6 separate regions of the Mus musculus genome follow, and all the other regions are linked to region 1. A link is a contact called in public Hi-C and HiChIP or PLAC-seq data. All regions are on one chromosome and are shown on one strand. Each heading gives the region's core, a stretch centred on a gene start, on an enhancer-like site or on the middle of the called end of the contact. The rest is flanking DNA. Distances are from core to core; before and after follow the strand shown. Region 1 overlaps Armc3 (armadillo repeat containing 3). Region 2 has its middle 34 kb from the start of Carlr. Region 3 holds the start of Carlr (cardiac and apoptosis-related long non-coding RNA). Region 4 overlaps Pip4k2a (phosphatidylinositol-5-phosphate 4-kinase, type II, alpha). Region 5 overlaps Pip4k2a (phosphatidylinositol-5-phosphate 4-kinase, type II, alpha). Region 6 overlaps Pip4k2a (phosphatidylinositol-5-phosphate 4-kinase, type II, alpha).

What was found. Hi-C and Micro-C count contacts between places; a contact is called where the count stands out from the background. HiChIP or PLAC-seq counts read pairs in DNA pulled down with a chosen protein or histone mark.
Region 2: a contact with region 1 is called in a Hi-C map of bone marrow-derived macrophages, with 21 read pairs. The contact joins two enhancer-like sites. A contact is called at or near these places in 1 of 15 datasets of contacts at CTCF or cohesin (large pre-B cells), 4 of 484 Hi-C or Micro-C datasets (the Ba/F3 cell line, bone marrow-derived macrophages, erythroid progenitors and 1 more), 11 of 115 datasets of contacts at active chromatin or transcription factors (DN3 thymocytes, T-cell acute lymphoblastic leukemia, bone marrow-derived macrophages and 7 more) and 1 of 9 other capture datasets (embryonic stem cells).
Region 3: an H3K4me3 HiChIP or PLAC-seq map of bone marrow-derived macrophages shows a contact between it and region 1, with 9 times the contacts expected there. The contact joins the promoter of Carlr here to the enhancer-like site in region 1. A contact is called at or near these places in 4 of 39 promoter capture datasets (the 3T3-L1 cell line, the C10 cell line, hippocampal neurons and 1 more), 2 of 15 datasets of contacts at CTCF or cohesin (large pre-B cells and pro-B cells), 10 of 484 Hi-C or Micro-C datasets (the C10 cell line, the HPC-7 cell line, the N1E-115 cell line and 7 more), 13 of 115 datasets of contacts at active chromatin or transcription factors (bone marrow-derived macrophages, craniofacial prominence, embryonic basal ganglia and 8 more) and 4 of 9 other capture datasets (adipose tissue, bone marrow-derived macrophages, embryonic stem cells and 1 more).
Region 4: a Hi-C map of bone marrow-derived macrophages shows a contact between it and region 1, with 22 read pairs. The contact joins two enhancer-like sites. A contact is called at or near these places in 2 of 15 datasets of contacts at CTCF or cohesin (large pre-B cells and pro-B cells), 7 of 484 Hi-C or Micro-C datasets (the G1E-ER4 cell line, bone marrow-derived dendritic cells, bone marrow-derived macrophages and 3 more) and 1 of 115 datasets of contacts at active chromatin or transcription factors (embryonic basal ganglia).
Region 5: a Hi-C map of the G1E-ER4 cell line shows a contact between it and region 1, with 4 times the contacts expected there. The contact joins two enhancer-like sites. A contact is called at or near these places in 2 of 15 datasets of contacts at CTCF or cohesin (large pre-B cells and pro-B cells), 7 of 484 Hi-C or Micro-C datasets (the G1E-ER4 cell line, the HPC-7 cell line, the N1E-115 cell line and 2 more) and 8 of 115 datasets of contacts at active chromatin or transcription factors (the HPC-7 cell line, bone marrow-derived macrophages, embryonic midbrain and 5 more).
Region 6: an H3K27ac HiChIP or PLAC-seq map of microglia shows a contact between it and region 1, with 8 times the contacts expected there. The contact joins two enhancer-like sites. A contact is called at or near these places in 3 of 484 Hi-C or Micro-C datasets (Th1 cells, bone marrow-derived macrophages and embryonic fibroblasts), 8 of 115 datasets of contacts at active chromatin or transcription factors (T-cell acute lymphoblastic leukemia, bone marrow-derived macrophages, craniofacial prominence and 5 more) and 1 of 9 other capture datasets (embryonic stem cells).

The regions. Positions count from the first base shown.
Region 1 is chr2:19,273,573-19,277,886 of GRCm38.p6, reverse strand. The region is part of intron 10 of Armc3 (armadillo repeat containing 3); the gene reads right to left. Among named protein-coding and RNA genes, the nearest start is that of 4930447M23Rik, 69 kb to the left of the region's middle. Within about 2 kb of position 1,521, at least 147 of the 459 cell types and tissues checked have an H3K27ac peak or open chromatin away from gene starts, as enhancers often do. A contact at or near this core is called in the G1E-ER4 cell line, the HPC-7 cell line, the N1E-115 cell line and 12 more, where this site is marked.
Region 2 is chr2:18,833,321-18,837,371 of GRCm38.p6, reverse strand. No RefSeq gene overlaps it. Among named protein-coding and RNA genes, the nearest start is that of Carlr, 34 kb to the right of the region's middle. Within about 2 kb of position 1,886, at least 6 of the 459 cell types and tissues checked have an H3K27ac peak or open chromatin away from gene starts, as enhancers often do. A contact at or near this core is called in bone marrow-derived macrophages, where this site is marked.
Region 3 is chr2:18,800,425-18,805,089 of GRCm38.p6, reverse strand. Carlr (cardiac and apoptosis-related long non-coding RNA) reads left to right here and starts at 3,272. Exons shown (of 1, transcript NR_131254.1): 1 at 3,272-4,665.
Region 4 is chr2:18,974,039-18,978,300 of GRCm38.p6, reverse strand. All of the region lies in intron 1 of Pip4k2a (phosphatidylinositol-5-phosphate 4-kinase, type II, alpha), which reads left to right. Among named protein-coding and RNA genes, the nearest start is that of Pip4k2a, 22 kb to the left of the region's middle. Within about 2 kb of position 1,925, at least 45 of the 459 cell types and tissues checked have an H3K27ac peak or open chromatin away from gene starts, as enhancers often do. A contact at or near this core is called in the G1E-ER4 cell line and bone marrow-derived macrophages, where this site is marked.
Region 5 is chr2:18,946,071-18,950,586 of GRCm38.p6, reverse strand. All of the region lies in intron 1 of Pip4k2a (phosphatidylinositol-5-phosphate 4-kinase, type II, alpha), which reads left to right. Among named protein-coding and RNA genes, the nearest start is that of Pip4k2a, 50 kb to the left of the region's middle. Within about 2 kb of position 2,351, at least 13 of the 459 cell types and tissues checked have an H3K27ac peak or open chromatin away from gene starts, as enhancers often do. A contact at or near this core is called in the G1E-ER4 cell line, where this site is marked.
Region 6 is chr2:18,914,085-18,918,404 of GRCm38.p6, reverse strand. The region is part of intron 1 of Pip4k2a (phosphatidylinositol-5-phosphate 4-kinase, type II, alpha); the gene reads left to right. Among named protein-coding and RNA genes, the nearest start is that of Gm33534, 37 kb to the right of the region's middle. Within about 2 kb of position 1,589, at least 102 of the 459 cell types and tissues checked have an H3K27ac peak or open chromatin away from gene starts, as enhancers often do. A contact at or near this core is called in Th1 cells, bone marrow-derived macrophages and microglia, where this site is marked.

The DNA.
Region 1 (4,314 bases), core at 272-2,771:
AGCTTCTTCAGAGATCGGATCTGAGCCTTTCCGTGTAGCTACAAATAATGAGCAATAAGGGCCTATTCCCAAGTGAAGGAAAAAGATGTAGGGGATGATTAATAATAATATGAAAAGTCAAGGGTGGATACAAAGTAATGTATAGGTTTAAACAGGCTTCAAATTAAAAGAGAAATAATGTGAGGATATCCAATCGGTTTGATAATTTCCTGTGAAAATCAGTAATGCCGGGAAGCAGACAGTACTAGCAACTTTAAAATGTTATGCAAATATCAGCCCCGCTCTGTAGGTAATAAAGGCAGCACAGATAATTTTCTAATTGAACATTTTATGAGATTCACCGAGCCTCAGAAAACTGGTAGTTAATCAAATTCAAAGTGTTTGTCGAGGTCTGGCAAGCATCAGCTGACACAGAGTAGGGATGGGGAATCAGGTGGTTTTATTGAAAACTCAGGTTTTCATTCTGAGTGCTTTTTAACTTCAGTATGACTCCCACTCCACCCCACCTCACCCCACCCCACCCCCAGCCCAATAAAAGCAAAGACAGGACACGATTCTTCTACGCAAACAGGAAGAGAGGCACTATGGGTGGATATAACAAACGGCCACTCAGTAAATTTGGATGGAAGGAATGAGGTATCCTCATAAGGATACAATGAGGACTCTTTTCTTTTGTCATTGTAATACAAAGCACTTTTATCACTTTGTCCATTGCAAATGTGTGTGCGCACCACGGCTTCTGTGTGCAGCTCAGAGGGCAACCTCTGACAGTCAGATCTTTCCACTGTGTGGGTAGGACTTGAGACTCGAACTCAGGCTTAGTGACAAGGGCCATTACCCACTGTCCAATCTCCAAGGCTCTCAAAGGACTTTTAAAGTCCCAAGCGCTTTGAAATTATTATCCTTAGTTTTTTGTTTTTGTTTTTTTAAAATGACGATCCTTTAAACAAAAGCAGCCTTCCTAAGGCAGCAATGTTATGTTGCCTCTCACTTTTATTGGGAGACTTCCAAGCTTCTAAAATTTTACAATGAATTTAAACAAAAATTAAATAATCTTTTCTATTGCCATGGGATGCATCTATTGCTCAAACGTGCTGCGTTTGTCCCTGTGATAACACAGCGAAGCAAATATTCAGTCACTGGTGGAGGAAAAAAAAATAAGAGGTGTCAAAACATTTTGAAACGACTGCACCTCAAAAAGGGACAAAGACAGACACAAACATCTGCTAACCGTGTATTTAGCAGTAGAATACTATCACAGTAAAATGCTTTCCAGATCACAATCTTTTAATAATGTTCCAAAAATATTATTTTAGGCTCACCAGAGTGTTTCAAATTAAATTAGTGTGTGTTTCATTAAAACACAGAGCGCTCGGTCCATTTTTGCCCCTCCCCCAACTCTCTCCTGAGGCGCCACTAGGGGGCAGTATGAAGACGCGGTTCTTGCCGCTGTGGGTGAAGGGAAATCGCTCAGAAAACCATTTTCTTAAGAAAAACCCGACGCGACAAAGACAATAACTGCGTGGCTTAGGCTTTAGGTCCGACCCATACATCAAGCCTATGTGCTGAGTTTGCGTCTTTCGTGGGTCGTTTCTCAGTGCAATGTTTCTTTAAGGGTTTTGAGACCCGAGATTACTTATCCTAAGTGAATCTGAGTGCTAGGGAGCCCTGGGTCTAGACAGAGTGGTAATTTTTCCTTAAAGGACTGTAGTAAACAACCGCAGCCATCTCGGAGGGTGTGTGGCGTCCCTTCCTGCAAGATATGACGGGGAGAAGGGAAGAATTGGCGTTTGGCCACTTTTAACAGATGTGTGTTGTTGTGTTCCTGTCTTCAAAATAAGTGGTCATCACTCACTCTGTTACAGCCAGCATTCTACAAGAAAATATGGCGACTCTACAGATCATCAGCCCCACATCTACAAGTTAAAAGGTATACAACGAAGTGGTAAAATAAATAAACACAGCATATTATGTTACCAGCCCCACGCCCAGCTTTATTTATTCGGGTGGTGATTTTTTTAAAGCATGAACACACACACACACACACACACACACACACACACACACACACACACACACTTTCTGCACTGGCATAGATAATACCCACTTCAGCTCAGACCATTCCTGGCTATGTGACAGGACCTGAGTCCTGGTTTTTCTCAAGGCATGCTATATACTCTTTCAATAGTATATAAAAATCTATCCTGAGGATGTATTTAAATTTTCCCCCACATATTATATATGGTTTTCTTAGACATGATAATCAACAAATAAATTTTGTAGACGTTAAAGTGATAGTATCTGTCTTCCTTCAGCTTTATTTAAAGGGGAGAAATTTTCTTTGTTTCTAGAGAAATTTTAATACCAATACTACTAAATGATCAGTCAGTCATTCATATTGACAGAGATATAGAGTCAAAGAGAGTCAAAAGTTAACAAAGCACTCAGGCACATCCGTGTAAGGCTCTCTGTCTCTGCACAGAGCCCCTTAATCATCATCAGTGTTTGTGCTCCTGGCCGCAGGTCACACAAAAGTAGAGAAGTCCCTGGAGACTTGTCTCTGCTATTTCGAAGGCTTAAGGTAGCCCAACAATTAATCGATGTATTTTTAAGTGGCCAGTTATATATGCTACAATTCAGAACTTTCTTGGGTTGCTACTTTTGTGGGAGTTGAGAAGCTATACAAAAGAACTGCAAATTCCACAGGAAAATGGGGAGAAGGGGGTCTTTAAAACTCTAGGGTCTTTAAAGCTATCTTCATGGAGCTAAGGTAAGATGGCTATGAAGAATCAGGGTCCATATAGTTGAACACAGTTGTTTGTGAAGAGTTTAACCTTAGTTACAAGTTTCCACTTTTTTGTAAGTATAAAATGATTATAGTTGTTGTTTTCAATATTTATTCATTGGTATTTACTAAAATTGTATCTTTAAAAGAGATCCTTTTAAAAAAGCCTGGTCTGCATCTATATTCATCTTCAAATCTTGTCTGGTTTTTCAGTGAGTAAATTTAGTTATTAGTGCAAAGGATTACTGAATTCTTTCCATTTTGGGGGCAACTTTGAATCTAATTCTGGTCAGATCCAACAGATGGCAGTGATGTTATAAACTGTTTAAAATACTCTCATTGCATGTAGGATCGACTACTCAGAAGGATGTCAACCGCAAATCATTTGCTCCATACTTGTATAAATTATTTAAGAATTTGGAATGATTAATTGGGCAGAAAAGTACACAGTAAATAAAACATGAAATTCAACTGGAGATATTTCCTACATTCACAAATTAAATGGCTTCTCCTTTCCAAAAAGCATTATACACAGAGAACTGTCCAGTATATTACCAGCATAGTAAGGAAGGAGCGCTGCCCGAAATTAGCCGAGGGGGCTACCTATTCATGACTGCCTATTTTACTGCTTCATCTCATTTTCATCTTTCAGACAGGCTTGTCTTCACTGCCTCCTACTTTATTTACCCACTTAAAATAATTTCTTTTTCCTTTCATTTCTAACAAGAGACCCTAGCAGTTCTTGTCTCTCATTCAGATAAGTACTTTGATTCCTGTTAGTTGTTCCTTATTCTTCAACCTTTATTCTGCAAGAAACAAAAGACCAAAAGTAAGGATGGAAGGTTTCTAGAGGGAAGCCACTGTTGACTTCTGTGCTCCAAATTATGTGGACACAGACATTATTAGTCACTTCCTGTTTGAAGATACAGCCACTGGTAGGCACATTTGTATGATTTTTCTGTTTGTTTCAGTTTGATAAAATTCATTGATATTTTAGCAAAGGCATTTATCTCTTCCTCTATTGACCTCTGGATATAGTGGTTATTTTATCAAACAATAAAATGGACACTTTGCCTACATGAATATAAGTTGTTTGTCTATCTTAAGGTAACAAAATTATATAGGATCTAATTATGCTATCTACAGCAGAAAGCACCTGTTCTTGGTTTTTGTTTTCATACAATACTATATTCTCTTTCTTCCCTCCTCCACACACACACACACTTCTCCACCAAATGTTATGCTCAGTATTGAGTATTTGGAATAGACCACTTTGCGTGAATGGGCTCTGCCTACCTTCATGAGCCTTCTGAGAACACCATTTGTCACCAAGGAAGGTCAGCATTTTGAATGTGCTTCTTCTGATTTTTATTCATATATATATAATATATATATGCGTATGTATGTATGTATATGTTTCTCTATTTGTGTGTATGTGTTTTAATCTAAACCTTTCTAAAGTGAAAACTAACCAAACACTTAAAGCTGTACGCACATTTAGATTTTAGGTAGTAGCTTATATTTTAAAT
Region 2 (4,051 bases), core at 637-3,136, 440 kb after region 1:
TCAGGCTCACTTCTTAGGCTACATTATCTAGGCCAACAAACTCTAAGAGCTGTTTCCACTTACCCAGTGCTGGGGCTACAAGCAAACCCACCACTCCTAGCAAAAACTTTGCCAACATCTACCCTAGCCCACTCATCACACATTTCAAACACTTTTTCTAATGTGCATCTTTCTCTTCCCCTTTTTTCTAGACCTTCTCTTAATCGATGAACAAAACAGCTTTTTTTGTCGATTATAACAGAAGCCAGAAAAGCCCTGGCAGAGGGCTATTCCAACCCACTGTTTTTGTTTTTTTTTTTTAAATCATTAATAAAGTTTTATCAAAACATAGTCCTGTCCATTCATACAGTATTTTCTATGGCTTCTCTCAGACTGCAACAACAAAGTTCACGACTGAGGCAGAGACATCGCAGCCACAGTGCCTAAAGCATTCCCCATGTGCCCTTGACAGGAGAAATTTGTTCAGCTGCAAAGCAGAACTCATTTAAGTATTCCAGTGTCATCCCTTCAAAACCAGGGACACAGATGGCCATTCCTTCATTTACTTCTTATCTGTGGTATGACAGAAAACAGAGTTTGAAAAAAGCATCAAAGTCTGCCAGCAAGGTTCCACATTAATAGTTGTTGTGTTTTAGTTGTTGTGAATAAGGAGTATGTATTACCACTCTGGCATTCATGTGCATAGTGATTAACTCTGGTTTGTGGCTATTCTGACACCCACTGGCTTTCTCATTGCAGTGATAAAGGAGAATTATTCTTTTTTTTAAAAAAAGACAAGAGAAAATGAAACTAACTCCTAATGTTTGGCAAGCCTTCATGTGAGCCACCGTCTCTCTCCTGTAACTCCCTGTCATTCCTTTTCCTATGACTTTTCCTAACTCATACACCCACTGTAGTTAGATTTCCTGTCTTCAGCACATTCACGATATAAGACTCCGTATCTTTACTACATATGTGTATGTCACATCCCAGTCTCCCTCTGTCATCGCACCTGGCCCCAGAAACCTGCATGGACCATGGAGAACTCAGACTTTCTGTCCAGAGATACAGTCCCTCATGCTTGCACTAAAGCTGGCCCAACTGCACGCTTCTTACTGAAGGGAAAGGGAAAGTGACTTTGGGTTTCCTATGCTGAAAGCCACTTAGAAAGGATCTTAAATATAAACTATTCAGTCCATTTGTTAACACACTACAAAAACAGATGGTTACACTTTTTAACATATATGACATCTTATATTCTTATGAAATAATTTATATATACATATATGTGTGCATATAGAGAGGGAAAAACTAATGCATATAGATAGAAAAAACTAATATATATTGACTAATCTACATGTCACACACACACACACACACACACACACACACACACGTCAGTTTTTTCAAGATGCCCAGGCTTGTTCACCTGTTAGAAAAATGCTGTGCTCTTCTATCATCCAGTCTCTCTTATACTTTATTATTATTATTATTATTATTATTATTATTATTATTATTATTCCTCAGGAAGTTCTGGTTAAGGCTTTCATAGCAACTCATGTGTCCACTTTTCTCCCTAGTTCTGCTGTAATGGTGGGTAGGATGCATTTGGTGAGCACGCCCCTTCCTACTGCACTGGCAGTCAGTCAAGTAACCTGTGAGTCCAGTACACTACACAGCGTCAGAAACACCACGTTCCAGGCAGCAACTGCTTCCTGATTTGCCACACTTCTGCATTTTGAACGTGATGGCTGATCCAGCAGGAAAGTGGGTTTTCTGCTTAGCTTCTGAGTACGGGCCCTCCTAATCCCAGCTCCCTTTTCCAATTGATGAAGATGAGTTCCTGAGAATCAGCAGGTCTATGTTTCTATAAATAGCCACATCGAGTAAACAGAACATATGGCCACCGTGAATACAGACAGTCTTCAGGGCTGGCAACGTTGACAACCTTCCTGTTGTCAAGCTCTCGGTTCAGCCAAATTCAGGATAGTCAGTGAACCATACCTTTGTTCTTTTGGCGGTTCCTCACTTGGACTTAAATCTGGGAATTAGGACAAATCTAGTCAGCTTCCACAATCCCAAATGCCGATTCCATGCGACAAGCAAAAGGATAGATACCTCTAGGATCCTTCTGCACACGTTTATTGGGAGAGCTTGATTGCAGAGGCGAAGAGACCCCGAGCCCAGAACTGGTGCTGCTTATATAGGCCTAGGAGAGGCGTGTCTCACACCCAGATTGGTTATGCACTACGCCTCATTTGCATGTTCCTCATCTGATTGGCTACTCTCTCTCTCTGTACCTCACAGAGCCTCATTATCATACCTCATTTGCATGCCTCACATCTGATTAGTTATACTCTCAAAGCCTCATTATCATGCCCGGGCCAGGCAGTGTCTTTGCAAAAAACTTTACTGCATATGTACACATTGGTTGTTTGTCCAAACTTATGCGTGGTGGCCAGCAGTAGTCAGTGCCACTCTGCAACGGCACATGTGGCTTCCCACAGATATCCCTACTGTGTTTCCTCGAGAAGTGCTCCAGGTGCTTGGCGGGCTGTTCCATAGCAAGAGCAGGAAGCACAGTTGGATGGTGAAGTAAAGACCAGTGAGCTCGTCCCAGGATCCCTGTGTGTACTGTGGCTGCTGCTACCAGTGTGCTCTCTCTATCAACACCAATGGAAAACAGCCTTTGCCATTAGGGACACAGAGCAGCACTACCCTTGGACTTGGTTGAGTAAAGAGGACATCTACCTCAAAGACGTGGGAGAGGTCATGGAGAACCCATGACAGTATGTGGTCTCTGACCGATTCTTGGGAAATGAGAAGTAAAAATGCAGTTGGGGCTCAGGTGCATGGCTCACTGGGGTAAAATGCTTGCTGTTCAAGCCTGGTGGCCAGGTTTGAACCCTAGAATCCACATAGAAAGTCAGCTATAGTGGTGTGCATCTGTAATCCCAGCACTCCTGTCTGAAAGCTCATGGGCCAGCTAACTTACAGTACACAGCACATGGATAGAAACAATAAGAGAGACCTTGCCCCAAAACAAGGTCAGAAGATGAGAAGCAACTCCCACTTGTCTGACTTCCATATTATAAATGATTTTGATGACTTAAAAAAATGTCAATACTGAGTTGTATATTTTAAAATAAATTTTATTAGTTTAATAAATAAATAAAGTAAGTAAGCATGTACCCAACAGTCAACATAATTAATTAATTAGTTAATTACTTAACTAAAAATAAATAAATGAAAGAATAATAGAGTCAGATCTTGGCCAATAGTCTAGCCACGCTCTGTGAAGACATAAAAATGTGGAGCCCATATGCAGCTGTACCACTCTGGGGGCTGTGTCTGAGGCCAGCCTGCTAATACACAGGCCAAAATGGCACTGTGAGTGTGTTCAAGAACTCCATGGCTTGCCAATGATGGAGAGTTTGTACATCAAAAACAAAGATTCTCTGCAAATCCATGTGCCTGTGGAATTAGACCACTAAGAACACTTGTCATAATCAACTGTGACAGCGCTCTGGGCATCAACCGGAAGCTTGCAGCAGTTTATAAGGCTGGGTCAAGGACAGTTGACACCCAAGGAACACTGAGGGTTTTTTTGTTTGTTTTATTTTCTGTCCTCTATGTTCCCCTCCATACAGCCCACAACACCCCTAAAAACAAACATTCTCACAGCACCAATAACTGAAACCAGAACCCACTGGTGGAGACAAAATAGATTTGCAGCTCTCTAGAGACATGCACACATACACAAGCATATACATGCAAACATGCATATACATGTGTGTGTGCTACATATGCGTTTAGTCATATGTAGACAGGCGATAGATAGACAGACAAGGAATCTGTGCGGTGGGGTATCCATTAAGGACTGTGGAAATTCCCACCATTATCCTGAAGAGCTAGAAGGCTATTTACATGCAGTAAGGATAACAAAGTTTCAAGTGGATGGAACATTGAAGGTATGTGCCAAAAAACACAGAGCCTTTCAGGAGTCTCAAGGCATGTAAGGGAAAGTTCGTTCAGTCCTTAGCTGGCCATTACTCTAGGTGAGGAAGGGCAG
Region 3 (4,665 bases), core at 2,023-4,522, 470 kb after region 1:
ACAGCCTGTGCTAGTTCACAAGTGACGGCCTGTGCTAGTTCACAAGTGACAGCCTGTGCTAGTTCACACGTGACAGCCTGTGCTAGTTCACACGTGACAGCCTGTGCTAGTTCACAAGTGACAGCCTGTGCTAGTTCACACGTGACAGCCTGTGCTAGTTCACAAGTGACAGCCTGTGCTAGTTCACAAGTGACAGCCTGTGCTAGTTCACAAGTGACAGCCTGTGCTAGTTCACACGTGAGAAAACCCGTCAAATCCTGACTTACCAATATTAAAGAATATCTCCCAGTCTCAGTCCCCCCCCCCCCTTTAAAGCAGAGAGTATCAGGACTGAAAGGATGACTCACCGGTTAAGAACAGACACTCCACTTGCAGAGGGCTCCTGTTTGGTTCCCTGTATCCATATCGAGTTATGTAGCCTATAACTCCAGCTCCGGGAGATTTGACCTCTGACTTCCAGCTTACCTGTAGTCACACGCACAATAAACTCACATGCACACGCAAATGATTAAAATTAAAAATAAACCTAAACGTATATTTTTAAAGACTGTCCATAAAAAGCTCCATAGGGTTAAACTGAGTGGCTATGTGTGAGGCGCTCAGCAGAGTGTGTGCAGTAAGCTCTCAGCAGAGTGTGTGTAGTAAGGGTTGCCTGACTCTTGCCATTGCCAAGTCGGCTCACTTTGGTGAACAGAAGCTCATGACTTGCTGTCATGTATATGGAAGTACTTTGCAAAAATGCTCAAATTTCCAATTGCTTATACCCACTTCCTTCTACAGTCTCCTCCCTCATCCCACTATTTTTCATGACAGCAGGCTGAGGACCTGGGACACTATAAGCAGCATATAGGAAAACCTAATCAAGAGAGACTATATTAATTCTCTCAGTTCCCAGGCTTGTCGTCTTAAGCCTCCACCAGGTGTGAGGTGTAGATGGGTGTTGGTCAGAGTGTGGATGGAGGGTGTATCTGGCTATCTGTGCTATATAAATGCAGGCATTGTGACAAATCCAAGACAAGTGAATATATACATAGAGCACACTGAAGCTTCACAGTGGAGCCAGGTCCATTGCCCGGGCCTACGGTCAGTCAGAGATTCATCTTGGAAAGATGCACTGTAAAGCCTTCAGTCCTGAAACTGACAGTGATCTCCAGTCAGTCCTTTGCTTTACAGTGTGACCAGAGCCCACACTCCCCCTACCTCTGAAAGCAACCCCTCGCTTCCTGTGGCCTCTGCTTCATCTGTCTGAGTTAAAAGCAGCATTTGCAAGATGCAGAAGTTGGTTCCACCTGAAGTCCTACAACAATGGAGGTAGTGCAAAGGCTGGATAAGGCAGCAAGAGTTCTTGTTCGGTCTAGTTCTCCATGGTGCCACAAAGCCAAGCCCAGCCAGGCTCACCCAGCCCATGACAGACATAGCAGCTTTCTGGGCCCTGTTCTAGTATTGCATCAACTTGGGGTAAGTCTGGGATCTCAGAATTCAAAAGACAGCTTTCAGAGCCTTTTACTGCCAGGGAAGATGAGTTGTGGGTAGGGTTTCTCAGAGACAAGTACAAGTTGGTACATGACTTTGATTTTTATCAAGTTAAACTATGCAATACAAAATGCCAAGGGGACAGGCAGATGTGTAAGTATGGATGTGGGTGAGTACGAGAGAGAGAAAAGGTGTATGTGTGAGAGATAGCTCAAGACTATCATTAATGGAGAAATTCTTTTCTCTCAGCCGTGTGCAACTATTCTTGGTTGAAATAAAAGACCGATCAAGAAAAGCCTAGAAAACTCCCACTAGGTTTCCAGCTGGAGAACAAGAGGCTTTTGTGGCTGCCTGTTCTCATTATTCCCGCCTTCACTCACTGCAGCAGAAAAGGCAGATGGGGAGCAAGAGTCCCTCCAGAAAGGCTCTGTCCTGATTCGGAGCCCAGAACCCCTTCAGAGGACGCTGAGGCGCATTCTCATACTGTTGCTCTGGGTCACTTGACATTGGTACTGAGCATCTGAAAAGTGGCAAAGTGCGGGATAGTAATTTTTTTAAACCTGCCTGCCTGCCCAAATGCCCATCAACTGCCCCCACATCTGTCTTGCTCCGCCCACATCTGTCTTGCTCCACCCACATCTGTCTTGCTCCACCCACATCTGTCTTGCTCTATGCTCAGTCAGGCTCCTGCTCATCATTTAGCCTCTTTCCCATTCTGGGGGCCTCAGGTTGGGTGGTAGCACAGCTAGGAAGTGACAAAGCCAAAGCTGGTCTGCTGCAGTTCTTCTAACCACCCAAGACAGGTTTCCCAGCTCTGGGCCTGGGCCAAATATTTGCTGCTGGTCTAGAGGCTATGTCAGTGGTTCTCAACCCTTTGGGCAAACCTCTATCTCCATAAATGTTTACATTATGATTAATACCAGTAGCAGAATTACAGTTATGAAGTAGCAACGAAAATAATTTTACGGCTGGGGTCACCACATTGTGAGAAACTGGATTAAAGGGGAGGTTGAGAACCACTGATCTATGTGAATTATATAGGAAATGTTAGTTTTGCCAAAAAGTAAAACTGATCTTGCCTCTAAAACCCCACCAGAAACTACCTACCTACTGTAGTGAGTCCTGAAGTATCTGAAGTGGATTCCTTTCTGGTGATTTCAGTAGATGGTTGGGCTTTGGGAAACTCCAGTGACTGCCACTTTGACCACTAATCTTTCAGATTGTGAAAGTTTCCTATAATTGGACTTCTGTGACAGATCTGCATTTTTAACTAAAATATATTCAGTGTTAATTTATCTACTGGAGAATATTACCTAAATTCTTAGTGTTTTGAACATTTCTTTTGATGCAACTCAAATGGTTATCATGTAAATATACAATTATATTTAATATTTTGCTTCATTTTTTTGAAGCAGCGTCTACATAGCCCAGACTGTCCTCTAATTTGCAGTCCTCCTGTCTCACCCAGAGTGCTAGGATTACATGAATATGCATGCTATTGTGCCCCTTTAGCAGTTACATTTGTAAATGATCCTGATCGCATGAGCACAGACACAATCTATCCGCCTTAGGCAGCTGTTTGTGGGTACCCAGGAGCTAAAATCAACTGAATTACAGCTGCTTCTCATAGACTTTGACAGTGCCTTAGAAATCAATCTGCACCAGGACAAAGCAGACCTAAAACACATCAGGAATACTGTTCCCTGTGGTTTGCTGACCTCCCCTGAATTAGCAAGGCTGGGCGCTGGTGCTGGTGATTAGGGTCCTCCTAAGCTCCCCCCGCCCCCCAGTCTGTAGAGGAAAAACCGCAGAGCTAAGGTGCTAGAGGGACCATAGACTGCGCTGCAGAAGCCAGGCGCACTCTATAGCCAGGGGACTGAACTAGAGAAGATCTGGGCATTGCCCACCAGTGCAGGACTGGATGTCCAGCTTGTTAATCAAAGACCTTGGACCTAAGCTTAAGCTTCAGCATCGTGGATCTCGAGCGCGGGAAGGACAGTGAACTGCAAGCTACCACGACCTCTCTCTCCTCCCACCTGCGACCCAGGGAAGAAAGCTCAGAGCCCTCAGCTCCAGGCTTGGAGCTTTCTTGACACCGAATTCTAGATGCACCAGGAAGAGCCCTGGCAAGGAGCGGGCTGCGCAGGTAGGGACAAGGGTGGTGTCCCAGTGCAGCCCGATCAAGTAATCCCAAGGGAGCCTGCCTGCCACAGTGGAGCGGTGTGGGCTGCTTTCCCGGTGAGGGGATGAAGAGACCCTTCCCTTGAGTCAGATGTCGTCATTTGCTGGGCGAATTCCGTGCCCCACAAGGGCCACCCTTATCTGACAAACCCCTATAGGCTACTGGGGACTTAGGGAAAAGAGATGGAGGCAGAATCCTTTGGTAGTAGGGAGTACCAGGTTCAGGGAAAGGGAGCAGAAGACTGCCCCGAACCTAGGCATCCAGTGTAAGGAGAGGCGTCATTGCTCTAAGGATGATTTTAAACCGCGCAGAGACGCAGCATATGGTTTCCAGGTTTGGCGGCACAACACAGAAGACTTTGAGCCGAAGGGGCCTCCAGACACGGAAACTAAATAATCCCGATTTAGAGAGGCCCGAGTAGCAGGAGGCTGGATTTTTGGTTAAGCTACAATTAAGAGAAGATAATTAAGCCCGGAGCCGTGCAGCTTATTAATATTTATAGCTCTCGGAGTGAGAGGGCCTTTGCCACGCAGGAGAGGAACCCGAGCCTTTCAGGCCAGGGGCTTCGCAATGACTGGGAATGAGAAAGGGCGAAATGGGGTGAATCTGTCTCTGCGCTTCTCCCTTAATTACCGGAGCAGGAAAGTCAGTCGGGAGAGAAGGTGGTCGAATGACTCTGTCTCAGGGGCTGCGAAGAGAGATGGCTATCTCCAGTCCGGATCCCATCTCTTCCTTCAGGACCCCAACCGTGCCTTTAAGTGTCCCTGACTCCCAGGATTGAGGGCTAGTAAAGGAAACGATTTTGTAACGAAGATTCCGGGAGAATTTTCTTTTCCTCCCAGCCTTAACGTCACGCCGCAGGGGACACGGTGATTAAGTGCTGTCCTGGCTGAGGGATGGCCCTGCAAGCCCACACACTGGCCTCGAACTTGCTCATGTACGGTTTGTGGGATTCCGGGAGGCAGATCCTGCCCGCCCCGCACGGCCCCCCGCAGGATCCCGGAGGGCCG
Region 4 (4,262 bases), core at 676-3,175, 300 kb after region 1:
AGGGAGGACAGGAGGGGGTTGGCAGACTAGATTGTGCACCTTGCTCAGCTGGCCATGGCTTTCCTCCTGTTCCTGTGCCAGGAATTCCATCCCAGAATATGTTTTTAGAGTTTTGGGTTTTTTCATTTGCATTTTTTGTTTTTATGTTTTTCGTTTGTTTTGTTTTGTGGTTTTTCATTTTCATTCTGGTGATGGAGTTCTATAGATTTTTATGATCTCCCTAAAATTTGTGTGTGTGTAGAATTTAAATCTTTTGGGGAATACACAAATTACATCACAGCAGAAGGGGTCACATTTACAGGTTATTGTGATTAGCTGTGAGCCCAGCCCAGCATTCTTGTAAACACACACAGACATGGTTGGTTGGTTGGTTGGTTGGTTGGTTGGTTGTTGGTTGGTTGGTTCCATGGAGTGGAGGCCTTGCTGTCTTAAGTAATCCCTTGTCTAAAAAGTGTAGAGATATATTCTAAACATGAATGTTGAGAAGTGTGGAGACACTGTCTAAGCATGAGTGTGTCTTTAAAGGCTTTTAGCCTGGGGAGCGGAGACCATAGCCATGTGTGTGCTGGACGAGTGATCGCTCTACCATCAAGCTCCACCTCTAACCTGCAAACAGAGCTCCTTATGGGCCCTTTGAATCTCCTGGGGAATTTGCTTCCCGCCCTCCTGTATCCTGACTTCCTGCATTCCCCAATATATTCAGATCTCTCAAGGGTGTGCTCTGACCAGTTTCCACGCCCCTCTGTGCTAGTTAGTAATCCACTGCCTCCTTCAGCATCCACCCTTGCAGGCCAGCTTGCAAGTGTACGTTTGGAGCAGAACTCAGTTATGAGTTAGGTCCAAGTGCTTTGGTGTAGAAAGGTCTCTGCAGCAATGGTTTTGATAAGCCAGCGAGGTGCTTTCCCCCCACACTCAGCCAACACGGGAAGAGAGCAGTAATCTTAAGTGACATTCTAAAATGGAAAGAAAAGAAAGAGATGAAGGGAAGCTAGTGCGTCCCTTTGTCATGTTCTTCTCCTTTATGGTTAAAAATTCCGAGTGAATATTTGATCAAGTTTATAGCTAGTGGGGGTTATTTTCTTAATGTGTTATGTGTTAGTGAGTATTACAAAGCATATTCTGATGTGTCTTTGAGTGGTGTGTTCACATAGTTTCAATAGAATTTAAATTTCGCTATCACTATGCGAGGTCCTTTCTAAGAAGCGAGAAGATGAACATAAGCATCGCTGTAAAGAATAGTTACCGTAACTGTCCCACAGCAACCAGTTCACTGGCTCACTCTTTCTCCCCGGCAGCTTTTAGGACACTGACATTATATTGTCTTTGTATTTTCTTATCTTCCTGTGCATTTTTCACAATGAAACTTTAACTGTTTTGTTTTTGTTGTTGTTACTATTGTTGCTTTTGAGAAAAATACAAACCTTTAGCCTAATACTTGCTATGTAGACCAAGCTGGTTCACAGAGATCTGCTCGACTCTGCCTTCCAAGCTTGTGTGTTAATATCCCCTGCAGATTTTAATTTGTAATGCATAGTTTTATGTTAAGGACGGTTTCATGTTCTGTCCATTGGCTCTAGCCTTTACTGTTGTAAGTGCTGCTGCTGTCTGGGTAACATTTACTCTTATGTTGACTGACCCCCTAGGACACAGTGTCCTTCATGGGAATTACATGGTGAAAGTGTAGGCATACTATAGGGTCATGACATGTGCTACCCTACCACATTCTAAAAGATGTCTTCGTTTTAGAGTTAACTTCTTCACCCTGTGTCTTGCTTTGAATATTTCAAAGTTGAATACCAGTAAAGGATGCCTTTTGTTTATATATGGCATAACTTTTGCTATAGTTCTCTATTTCTAATGACCTCTGAAAGCCTAGTGTTCCTAGCTGCAGCACTGTGTGGGTGGTGGTAAAGAATTGAGCAAGTGCCTGATAAAAGGAAGTTTGGTCTGTGGTACTTGCCCTAGAAGGAGATTTTGTGGCCCTGGGTCCTCCTCTCTTAGCCTTTCCTCTTTAGTTTCTTCTCTTTCTCCCATGGAGGGAGCAGGTCTTGTACCAGATGCTAGGTAGAAATAATGCATCATGATGGATCGGCTCCACAGGCCCAGAGTAGCCAGGTAACCAGGAGCCAATAATCCTTATTTTGAAGTTGATTAATTCATATATTTTATATGAATGCAAGGGATTCATATATTTTCTCACAGGGATGCAAGGCTGACTCATAGACTCTAAGATCTCTGTTCATAGGAATTTTCTCCAGCTCAACAAAACTGGAACATATATGTGTGCTGTGGAGTGTCAGGGCTGGAGGTGTGCGCTCTGCTTCCGGGAAAGCAACCTGGCCTGAGGCTGACAGTGGAGGGAAGCTGCTCACAGTTCTTTTTGGGTTCTCCTGGAGACTCTGGGGGTCTTAAAGCCTGCTCTCCTCCCCTCCCCTCCCCTCCCTCCCCTCCAGTCTTTCTTTCTTTTTGTTTCCTGGCAGTTAGCTGGAGAGAACAGTGGTGGGCAGGTATCAGCCAGAGGTGGATAATCTTCCAGGCAGATGGTTCCTGAACCCCAGAAGAACGTTAGCAGCATTTACAGTTGGTGTGTGTTGCACTCGGGCCAGAGCATTTGATGGCAGGAGTTTGTAGCCAGCCTGACCACTCAGCCCTGCACTTGACCTTTGTATGATTCAGATGAAAATGTTCAGAAAATTTAACACGACATCCCTTTGGGTCCATAATTAGAGTGTGTGTGTTTGCTTTCAGAGGTTGGATGCTGTCATCTCTCTGTGGTCCTGTCAGCCTTGGCTGTTTGATTCAGTGTGTGCCTGCAGTGTTAGATACATCATCTGATGTTAATGAGGTAGTCATCTGATACCGCAGCTCCTTCCCCAAGCTTGGTGTGGCCAGACAGGGAAGGGGAAACAGTGAGAAAGACAAGTACATGCTTATAGACCAGAGCTCCATGGAGATCCACGCTTCCAGTGTGAGGATGTGTTGCTACAACCTGGTAACTGTCACTGCTACTTACAAGAATCTAAGAAGGGCTTTAAATAGAGCCCTTGCAAAACTTCTTTTCATAAAAGTTGAGCCTCAATTGATTCTCTTTTATTTTTAATTTCATTTAATTAAAATCTTTTCATTTTATATGTATGGGCATTTTGCCTGCATGTGTCTCTGTGTATCGTGAATGTGCCTGGTGCCTGCAGAGGCCAGAACAGGGCATATGACCCTCTGGAATTGGAGTTACAGATAACTGTAACTTGTGGGTTCTGGCAGTCAAACCTGGGTCCTCTGAGAGAGCAGCCAGAGTTCTAACCAGCTGAACTGTTTCTCCAGCCCCCTGATTCTTACTTTTTTATAGTTTAAAATTAAATAAAAACAAAATTAAAAGTCCTCTGTAAAAGATGATAGTATATATTTAGCTTGGACAATTCTAATAAAAAATTATACTTTATTTTGTTGTCACTTAAAAATACAAATGTTGGCATAAAACAGAACCTCCAGGCTTTGGGAAGCAGGGACTTTTCAGTGTGAGTGACTTAGGTACTTTTTCATTTGTTTAAAAGCAGAATCTCTAAAATTATGGGTCTAAATCTCTTGTGCCCTTTCTGTTTTTAAGAGGTAGAGACAAGAGTATACCTTGTTTCCTCCCACAAGACTTCCAAAAATTCTCATATTAGAGAACTATTTTGGATGGATCAATTTTCCTGTAGCTGGAATGATCAAATGCTACTTTAAAATAATATATTTCCATTTTTGGATCTTCCAAACGAGACACCATTGAATACTCAATTGATCGGGCTACTTATACAAAGCAAAGACCATTGCGATGGTGTGTTGTGTATATTAGAAAGTTTTCCGTAGAACTTTTAGATGCACCAATTGAGAGGAGATGTATAAGTGGCTACCTGAGCATGGACCCAGACAAGGATGACATTAGGAGACTCACTAATGTGTAAAGGGAGAAGCCCTGTGGAGAACATTACAGTCAAACTGTTACAGGTTCTTATCAAAGAGATAGCCCAGTTTTGTGACAGGTAGCCTAAATCAAGGCTGCTGGTACATTATAAATGCTGAGTTTCTTGCTGTTTTTTATTACATTTATATATTTTAGTGGTTCTTTACAGCTCCTCATGTTGTGGTGGCCCCCAACCATAAAATAATTCTATTGCTATTTCAGCTGTAATTTTGTTACTGTTGTGAATTGTAAAATACATATCTGATATGCAGGCTATCTGATATAGAACCAAAAAGGTCACAGCCCCCAGGTTGAGAAC
Region 5 (4,516 bases), core at 1,102-3,601, 330 kb after region 1:
AAGGTGGTATTCAATTCATAAAGTTAAATATTCCTTTTGTGGTGAATCTCTCAAACATCACCAGTTCGTGTCAAAAATCAAGGTAGCTTAGTGATACCAAACCTTTGTTTATAAAGCACACAGATAACAGCCTAACAATAGAAGGGAGACTGGAGATCGACCCACACAAAAATGGCAGTCAGAAAGAAAGAATGCAAACACATGGCACAAAAGCATGTTACTGTGTGTTATTAACACAAAGAAGTACCTGTGTAGAAAATGGGCGAGAAAAACCAGCGATGAAGACTGTAAATGGCCAATAAGCACAGTGATGCCAACATGAATGGAACAGTAGTTACCCATAATTGATGATAACTGAGCAGAAGCTGGGATGTATCCTACACACATGCATACATGCTCAGTCCCAGGAATTCCTTTCCTGGGGGCATATCATGACATGGTGAATAAGAAACTTGTTTACAGTGCAACCTGTTTGTAATGTAATGAAGGGAAAGTAAAATGTCTAAATATAAGATGACATCATGTTTCTTTGGTTGTTTTTGTTTTTGTTTTTGTTTTTGGTTTTTTCCCAGACTAGCCTCAATTGAACTCATAGAGATCTGCCTGTCTCTGTCTTCTAAGGGCTAGGACTAGGGTGTGCCACCACACCAAGCGATGACGACATTATGTTAAGAGCTACCCAATTGAGCCCTATGCCATAACAAATCACAAAATAATTATGTATGCATATGGAAAATTTAGTGACTTAATGTAATGTTTAAAAACAATTGAAATCAGTAATTGGTTAATAATATGCATATATGATTTTTATTAAAATTATTTGTAGGACATTTTATAAGAAATGTCTAGATGACTACATATCAAAATTTAGTAATTTGGTGACTCAGACAGAGTCATACACCCATAGCCAAACAGTGGATGGAGCTTGGGGACTTTTTATAGAAGAATAGGAGGGAGACTGTAGCCCCTAAGGTGATAGGAACTCCACAGGAAGACCAACAGAATCACCTAACCTGGACCCTTGGGGCTCTCAGAGTCTGAACTACCAACCGAAGAACTTACACAGGCTGGACCTAGGTCTCCCCGCACATATGTAGCTGATATGCAGCTCAGTCTTCATGTGGATCCCATAACTGGAGCAGGGATACCCCAAAAGCTGTTGCCTGTCTGTGGGATATGTTCTTCTAGCTGGACTGCCTTCTCTGGCCTCAGTGGGAGATGAAGCACCTAGCCCCACAGAGACTTAATGTGCTAGGGTGGGGGAACACCCAGGGGAGTCCCTACCAACTCAGAGGAGAATGGGAGGGGGGGTAAGGGGAAGGATTGTGGGAGTGACCAGGAGGGGGGCAGTGTGTGGGATGTAAAGTGAATAAGTATAATAATAATAATTAATAATAATAGTATAATTAGTGAGTTGGATTGGGAAGTTAGAAAGATGACCAAGTTTGATTCCCAATACCCATATCAAGCAGCTTACAGCTACCTGCAACTGCATTCCTAAGAGATGCAAGCCCTCCTAGGGCTCAGGAACTCATTCAGGAACACGCACAAAGGCATAAATAAATTAAATCCACCTTTAACAAAAATCCTGTGATGCAGGCTACTGAAGTGACTCAGGATCAAAGTGTTTGCTGCGCAGACCTAGGAAGTAAGTTCAGTTCCTGATACCACGTGGCAGGAAAGAAGCGGCCCTGAAAGTTGTCTTCTGACCGCCACACGCCTGCCATGGTGTGTGGGGGTGTGGGCCAAGTGTACAGTAGTAATAATCGTGATTAAGAATTGTGAATAACAACAACAATAATATTCACAGTGAGTATTTCTGGCTGATTTTTCCCCCTTTTTTGACATAGTTTGATCATTCTGAGAAAACTCCAAACCCTTAATAACTATGCTGCCAATATTCAAATAAATACATTTCAGAATTTATAGATGTCCCTCTCATAATTAGATTTAAAAAAAAACCATCATTTGATACATTAAGAAAAAGCTAACCTTCAGACACATAGAAATTTTATATTGAAGAGGAAGTTTAGTTACTTTAAAACATTTATTAGGCACTTGCTGTGTGTCCTTTCTCCACTTACATTATTCTAGCTAAGTGTTTGTTTATTTGCTAATTTAGTGACTTTATATTGGACATCTGTTGCTATGTTATAGTCCCAATAAACAGTCCTTTTATAGGCAAGAAAATAGTCTCATAAATATAGCCTTTGGAAATCACACAGCTCGTTAAGTGGAAAGCCGAGGTTAAATACAGCCAGAATCATCAGGATTCTCTCCCTGAGTTGCTGACTCGGGGCTACCATGGTTGGTCTGGCAGCAGTCACCCGGCTGTCAGTAGGAAGAGCAGAAGCCAAAAGAATGTGTATCCTAATTCCAAGCTGATTCCAGAATTTGGTAGATTCCCAGCTACTAGCATAACCTAGCTACAGAGCTCTGCACTAGGCCACTAGGCCCAGACTTGGGGTTTGCTGACGATATTTTCTGCATTTCCTGACACTACCTGAGAGTTTTTAAGTCATGCAAGTGGACATCAGGCTACAGGCTCCTTTTTCATTTACTCGACTTAACTGTCAAATGAGAACTGAAAAGTATATATTTTTTCCAATTGAACAATAGTGTGCCCTGCATATTAAAGGGTAGAGCTGAACACAGGAGGCAGGAACCTGTAATTATGTGCAAAATGTTTTCAGTTAAGTCTGTTGGCATGCACACAAATGGCAAATTGAGGCTGCCCTTTGGAATGCTTACAACCCAACACTTCAGAAACTATTTCCAGCATTCGGCAGACTCTCTTAGAAATTCTGGATCAAGCCAGAGAGAAAAGTGGAAGGCACTTGGTTCTTTGAGTTATTTAGGAAAAGGTTTCCACAGAGGGTTTAAAATGTGGGACTGTAGGTGTAGCTGATAGCAGAATTTAGTCTAATAGAGAAATGTTGGCACCTCCATTAAGCTAATGGCGTTTGCAGCATGAATTGGGGCATGTGAGGCCGGTGGAGCCAGCCCAGGGTTGAGGTGCCAACCTCTTCTCTCTGGGACATGAACTGTGGGTTTTCTTTGGGTCTTCCTCTAGCCATTTCTTGGCTTCACCTTTTCAATAAGTTTGTAATAAACCCCGAAGGCTACTGTGTTTTTTAGGTAGGGAATTTTAATTCTTACAAATTTGGTGTCTGGCCGAGTTCCTCAGACTTCCGTCTGTCACTTTCTCTGTCCTCATTTCTCAGAGTCACACTGTTTTCTCTGCCCCCTTTCTCTGCTCCTCACTGGAATTCACTTGAGCCAGCACCTGCAGCTTCCTGCCTCCAAACAGTGAAAGGCACAGGTTCACTCACCATAACCCATTTGAGCATCGTTAGTTGCATCAAAGGAATGCAAAGCAATAACAAGGGAGTCCTTTGTCCTCCGGGGAGCTTATGTTTTTAAAATGCACACCTCAGGTGTGCACCAGCTTCGACCACACTGTTAGCATGAGGTATGAAGACAGTGCAGCAGCACTTGAGAGGTGGTGTGATCTCTGTTATAAGGAGCATTTGGGAGAGGCTCACGTGTGAGCTCTGCAGCCATCCTGTGCTCCTGCCATTATCCTGGAGGGAGGAGAGAGGGTCATCTCCTAGAATGCTTCCCTTTGCTGGCCTTCACGTGCCACATGTTTCTTTTCTGTCTTTAGCAACATCATGGCGCATGGCTTTGATTCTTCCTACCTCTTTGGAAAATGTGTCTGGACAGGTATAATACCCATGGCCAGAGAACAAGATGAATTTTTCAGGAAGAATGTACCAGTCACAGCAAAACTCCATGATTAGTTTGTAGTGTTTGTAGATAACCACATCTTTGTTGAATGTGGTTTGCAAGGATGACTAAGGACGAAGGTTCAACACTCAACTCTCAGTAAGATAGTAACCAAGATGGTTCCTGTCCCTTGGCCCTCCAAACTTTATTTCTGAGAGTCACCTTAGGGTCACAATGAAATTGATAAAGAGAATGAAGAATTTCTTTGTCTCCTATCCAACCTCCTCCACAGGTTTCCTCTCTTCTATTTCCCACAGCACAGTGGGGAAAAAAAAAATCAATGATTCTACATTGACACCTACCACCCCAAGTTCAGAGTTTACATTGGCGTCCACTCTTAAATACACACAAATGCGAATGATGTCATCTCTCTACCCATTGAATGTGAAAGTCAAGATAATCACTGCATGCTATCATAGATTTTTTGGCTTGTGTGTGTGTGTGTGTGTGTGTATATATATATATATATATATATATATATATATATACATACATACATATAGTATATTGGTATGACAAAGGAGTGGCCACACAGATGATGAAGTGCTACAGCTGAAATAAAGGTGAAATTAATGGGAGTTACCACAAGGTTGGCTTAGCTCACAAAATTCATTCATTACCTTTTAGGAACTTATCTCTCATGCAGAATGAGATAGACCTGGTATTTGTTCAGTAGGATCTTGTGAGTCACAGAAGACAAAGATCTTTTCTCTAATCTAATTTCCTG
Region 6 (4,320 bases), core at 340-2,839, 360 kb after region 1:
AGGTTGGGTGCCCATACTAACATGTACGCATTTATGTATACATGCTAATATATACTTTATAGCATATTTGCAAACTCTAAAAGTTCAATCAAGTATATAAATAATTAGAACACCAAAGAACCTGTAGCTTTCATTAAAGACTTTTTTCTTTCTTTTCTTTTTAGATGCAAGTATTATAATTATTTAATTATTTTTCAAAGTTGTATCCTAATTGTGACTTTTTGGAAGCTTACTTCTGAGTTCTGTGCCATTTGCTTCTTGGCTTTAATAGCTTTGTTGTTGAAAATTGCACCTCACAAAAATACATAAATCCAGATAATGACAGAACATCACCGCTGCCTGTATTTGGCAAATTATCACATCCTCTCTTATCAACCCCTGCCAGCTGTACTGAACTTTTATTTTGTTGACTTTCTTTTGTTGTTGTTGTTGTTGTTGTTGACTTTCAAATGATAAAATTATATTTTACTGAAAACTTCAAAATTGGCCAGGGGGTTTGTCCTTCTTTGGAAGTCCAACAGATACGTTCTAAAGCAGGTAGTAAATGGACCAGAGCTCTGGGACACACTTCTCACGGGCTCCGTAGAGCATTCTGTAAGGAGTTGTGGATGGAAGAGTTTTCATGGCTGGCCCAAGTGCAGTTGTTTTGGCAAGCTGGCAAACACGGAAACTTACAAATACCTGGTTTTTATACAACTCTGGTTTCAAAACTTCAGTTTCTCTGGAGGTGTTACTTTCTGACTTACTATAGAGTCTCACCTTTCCCTCCAAAAAGGAAGTGGAAGGACTATGTATGGGGGTTTTGCCTCTAGGTAGAATTCTGCTGAGTTGCCCCTCTGGGGACTGGCAGTGTTCACCAGTGTCTAAAGTGTCATGTGTGACTCATCCTGCTTGGCTTTCCACACACAGCCTTTCTTCAATGTAGCAGTCACTTAGCAATGCCAAGCCAGGGATTGCTAGAATCAACTTCAGTGCAACTAGGAAGCAAGCTTCCCCAGGGTGTGTAATTTATTCTATTTTTAAGTCTTGAAACATTAACCCTGCCCCAAGAGCATCTGCCAACAGTAGGTACTACCTGGCAGAGGGATTTGTGCCAATTTGATCTCACATTGGATTTTGTGCATCTTTAGCCACTTCTACGACGGTAAGAGTACAGAGCTTTTCTCTATAGTGTTGTACAGGAATCGTAGTGTTTGTGTGTTGGGGCTTTGCTGTTAATGGCACCTTGTATGAAGCATATGCACATTAACCATGAAGTTTAGTGAAGTCATTTGGTAGCTCAGTGTCACATGTGACACATTACTGACTTCAGGCCCTCACTGGCCATTCCTTCCACAGATCCTCAAGACCTCAGTGTGGATTAGGGGTGGGTTGTCATTACCAAATATAGTTGAAAAGCAACCCGTGTTTTACCTAAAGTCTTTCTAGTCATTTCTGTTGTTCTGAACAACAGTTCTTTATTCCACAAAGCATTTGTATTGACTGATCTAGAGAGAACCGAGCAAGGTCAGCTCCGCGGACCCCCCCTCCCCCGCCCGCGCCCGCTCGCTTGCTCACTCTGGGTTAGCAGTAGCTTGATCGGAGGTTTCTTTGCAGACTTCCCTTTAAGCACCTGCTTGCTTTGTGGGGTTTGTTTCACTCAGCTAAAGACAAGCACAGTGTGAATCTGAGGATCAGCCCGCTGATGCATCTGATGAAATGAGTGTACAGATCATGGCAAAGGCTTAGCATGTACACTTGACACATACACATGGGGAAAAACAAAGGCCAGCCATCTGGCAGCTTATTGATATTAGTTCATATTCCAGACTGAGTGAGGTTCTGGTGGCCAGTTGGTGAGTTCTGGGTGCATGGAGGGTAATGCCTATTGGCTGGTGGGTAGGTGGGTGGGTTACAAGCAAGGTAGCTCTTAATATTGCCTATGGTGGAATTTTTTCTCTAGGGCTTTTTCCCCCAAGGGGTGGGGGAGTGTCCTGGTGTCCCTAACAGAGTGGCCTGGACTGCAGGGAAGAGGGTGGAGGTTCAGGCCCAGGAGTTGGAGTACAGGTTCTGTTAACTCCTTGGCCCAGCTGGTATCCTGCTCTCAAACCCAGAGCCTCTTGGGACCTGGTCTCAAGGAATCAGCCCTTGTCTCTGCATGTGGAAGTCCAGCCGTGGAGACAAGGCAGGTGCCCAAGTCCCTGGCCCTTGTCTCTTCTGTCAGTAACAGTCTGCTTCCTTTCTGCCTGTTAAAGATTCTCTGTGGTTTCTCCTCTTCTGTCTGTGGTATGTTTGTCTTTGCCATGGGGTTGGAGTTTTTGTTGTTTTTGTTTTGCGTTGTTGTTGTTGTTTTCTGTTGGTTTGTTTTGGTTTTCATCCCCCACTTCCTCTTTTGTCATTCCAGTAGGGTTTCTGGAAGGGAAAAGAAATAAAAATGTAGTCAATTCATCAACTCCAAGCAGGAGTCTGGGAAAACACCATTCCTGGCATAGTGGTCGCTTTCCTCATTTTGTTCTGTGGGGCAGATCTTGGGTAGTGAAGCTGGCTGCGCTTCTGCTGTGTGCTTGGAAAGGAAAACAGGAGTCTAGCCTAAGAGACCAGGAATCCAGCTTTTCCTCTCTGGAATCTTAATGCTAGGCCGGCAGTGAAATCTCTTTTTTAAAAAAATCTCTCTGGGCGATAAATAAATAAATAAAACAAAACCAGACTCCAAACCGAATCCTTTCCCTTCATCTGCGGGTTTTACTAATGACGTCTGTGTGATTGGCAGGCTAAGATGCATGGCTCTCTTGCATTGCTTACTTTCTAAGCATATGTGTTTGACTCTGGAGGATGCCAGTGGGAACATGGTGTGACGAGCCAACTTACCTTCTGCATGGCCACTTGCACCTCATTCCCAAAGGACTGTGAGAGTTAGGATCCCTGCCAGAATGACTGTCAGCACCCCATTGTCCTGATAGAATCCTGACCTCACAGGGTACATGGAATGAGAGCATCCTCCTTACAAGATGGATTCACAGGAAGTCGTAAATTATTTGAGTATATTAGAGTGAGACCGAGAAGAAAGATGTGCTCCTTTGAAGCTTTCCAGATTCGTTTCTTTTTTCTTCTTCTTCTTCTTTTTTTTTGGTTTTTCGAGACAGGGTTTCTCTGTGTAGCCTTGGCTGTCCTGGAACTCACTCTGTAGACCAGGCTGGCCTCGAACTCAGAAATCCGTCTGCCTCTGCCTCCCGAGTGCTGGGATTAAAGGCGTGCACCACCACGCCTGGCTTAACCTGCCTATTCTAAAAGAGGCCAGAAATCCAGCTTTTTGTGTAAATTTTCTGAAGTCTGATAGACAAGTAATTAATTCAAGCACTTCCTAAATTACCCAGCTGAAAAAGTACATCATTTGACATCTCTTCTCAAGCTCATTTTAAAGGCAAAGGGTGAGATCAGGGGCCTCTGGGCCCTGAATGAAGAAGTAAAACCAGCCTCAGTCATGGGTCTCTAGACTCCAAGGCTGGGGTCCTTCTCAGTAGACCACGTTGTAACATTTGTTTTCATTGGCAACGTCTTTCTTAGATTTTTTTTTTAAACTCCATATGCTTCTGGAATAACTTACAGATTTCTGGCCTTAATTCTCAATTTAATGTTGGATTCTGTGTTTTATGGGTGGTAAATTTTAACATGAATCTATTCTTTGAGTTGGTAGTGAGCCAGCCACTGAGGCGTGTCCATCAGAAATCTCTGTGGTACTGGACTGGGGAGATGATGGCTCAGTTGGAAAAGTGTTTGCCTCACAGACAGGAAGACCTGACTCCAATTCCCAGGACCTACATTTAAAAAAATGTATATATTTATAATTGCTGTGTTAAAGGAGGCAGGCACAGGAAGAGCCCTGGCGTTTACACCCAGCTAACCTAGGTAACTTGACAAGGTCAGTGAGAGACTCTTCAAAACAACAAACTGGATAGCTCCTAAGGACTGACACTTGAGGTCGACGTCTGTATGTGCAAGTGTATAGATACACATGTGCACACACTACCCACCCACAGCATGTGGAGAGGGAACAGGTAGGGAAATGACTCTTGATAATAGAGCTTTGGGGCAATGCGTTGCCGGATGGTATACTGCTCCTGGTTTTATTATTATTTTAATCAAGTAGCCACTGTGCAAAAGATTGACTCGATTGCTTTTAGTTAAAAGGAAATAAAACCGTAAGTGACTAATTTAGGGTTTTGAGTTTGCAGGTGAAGGAGACAGACTCTTTTGTCTGTGCTTGTATCTGAGCTTTGCTATCAGAACAATTTCATTTGCCCTGTCATAATGAAACATTGTTTTCTAGATAGTGGAAGGTAG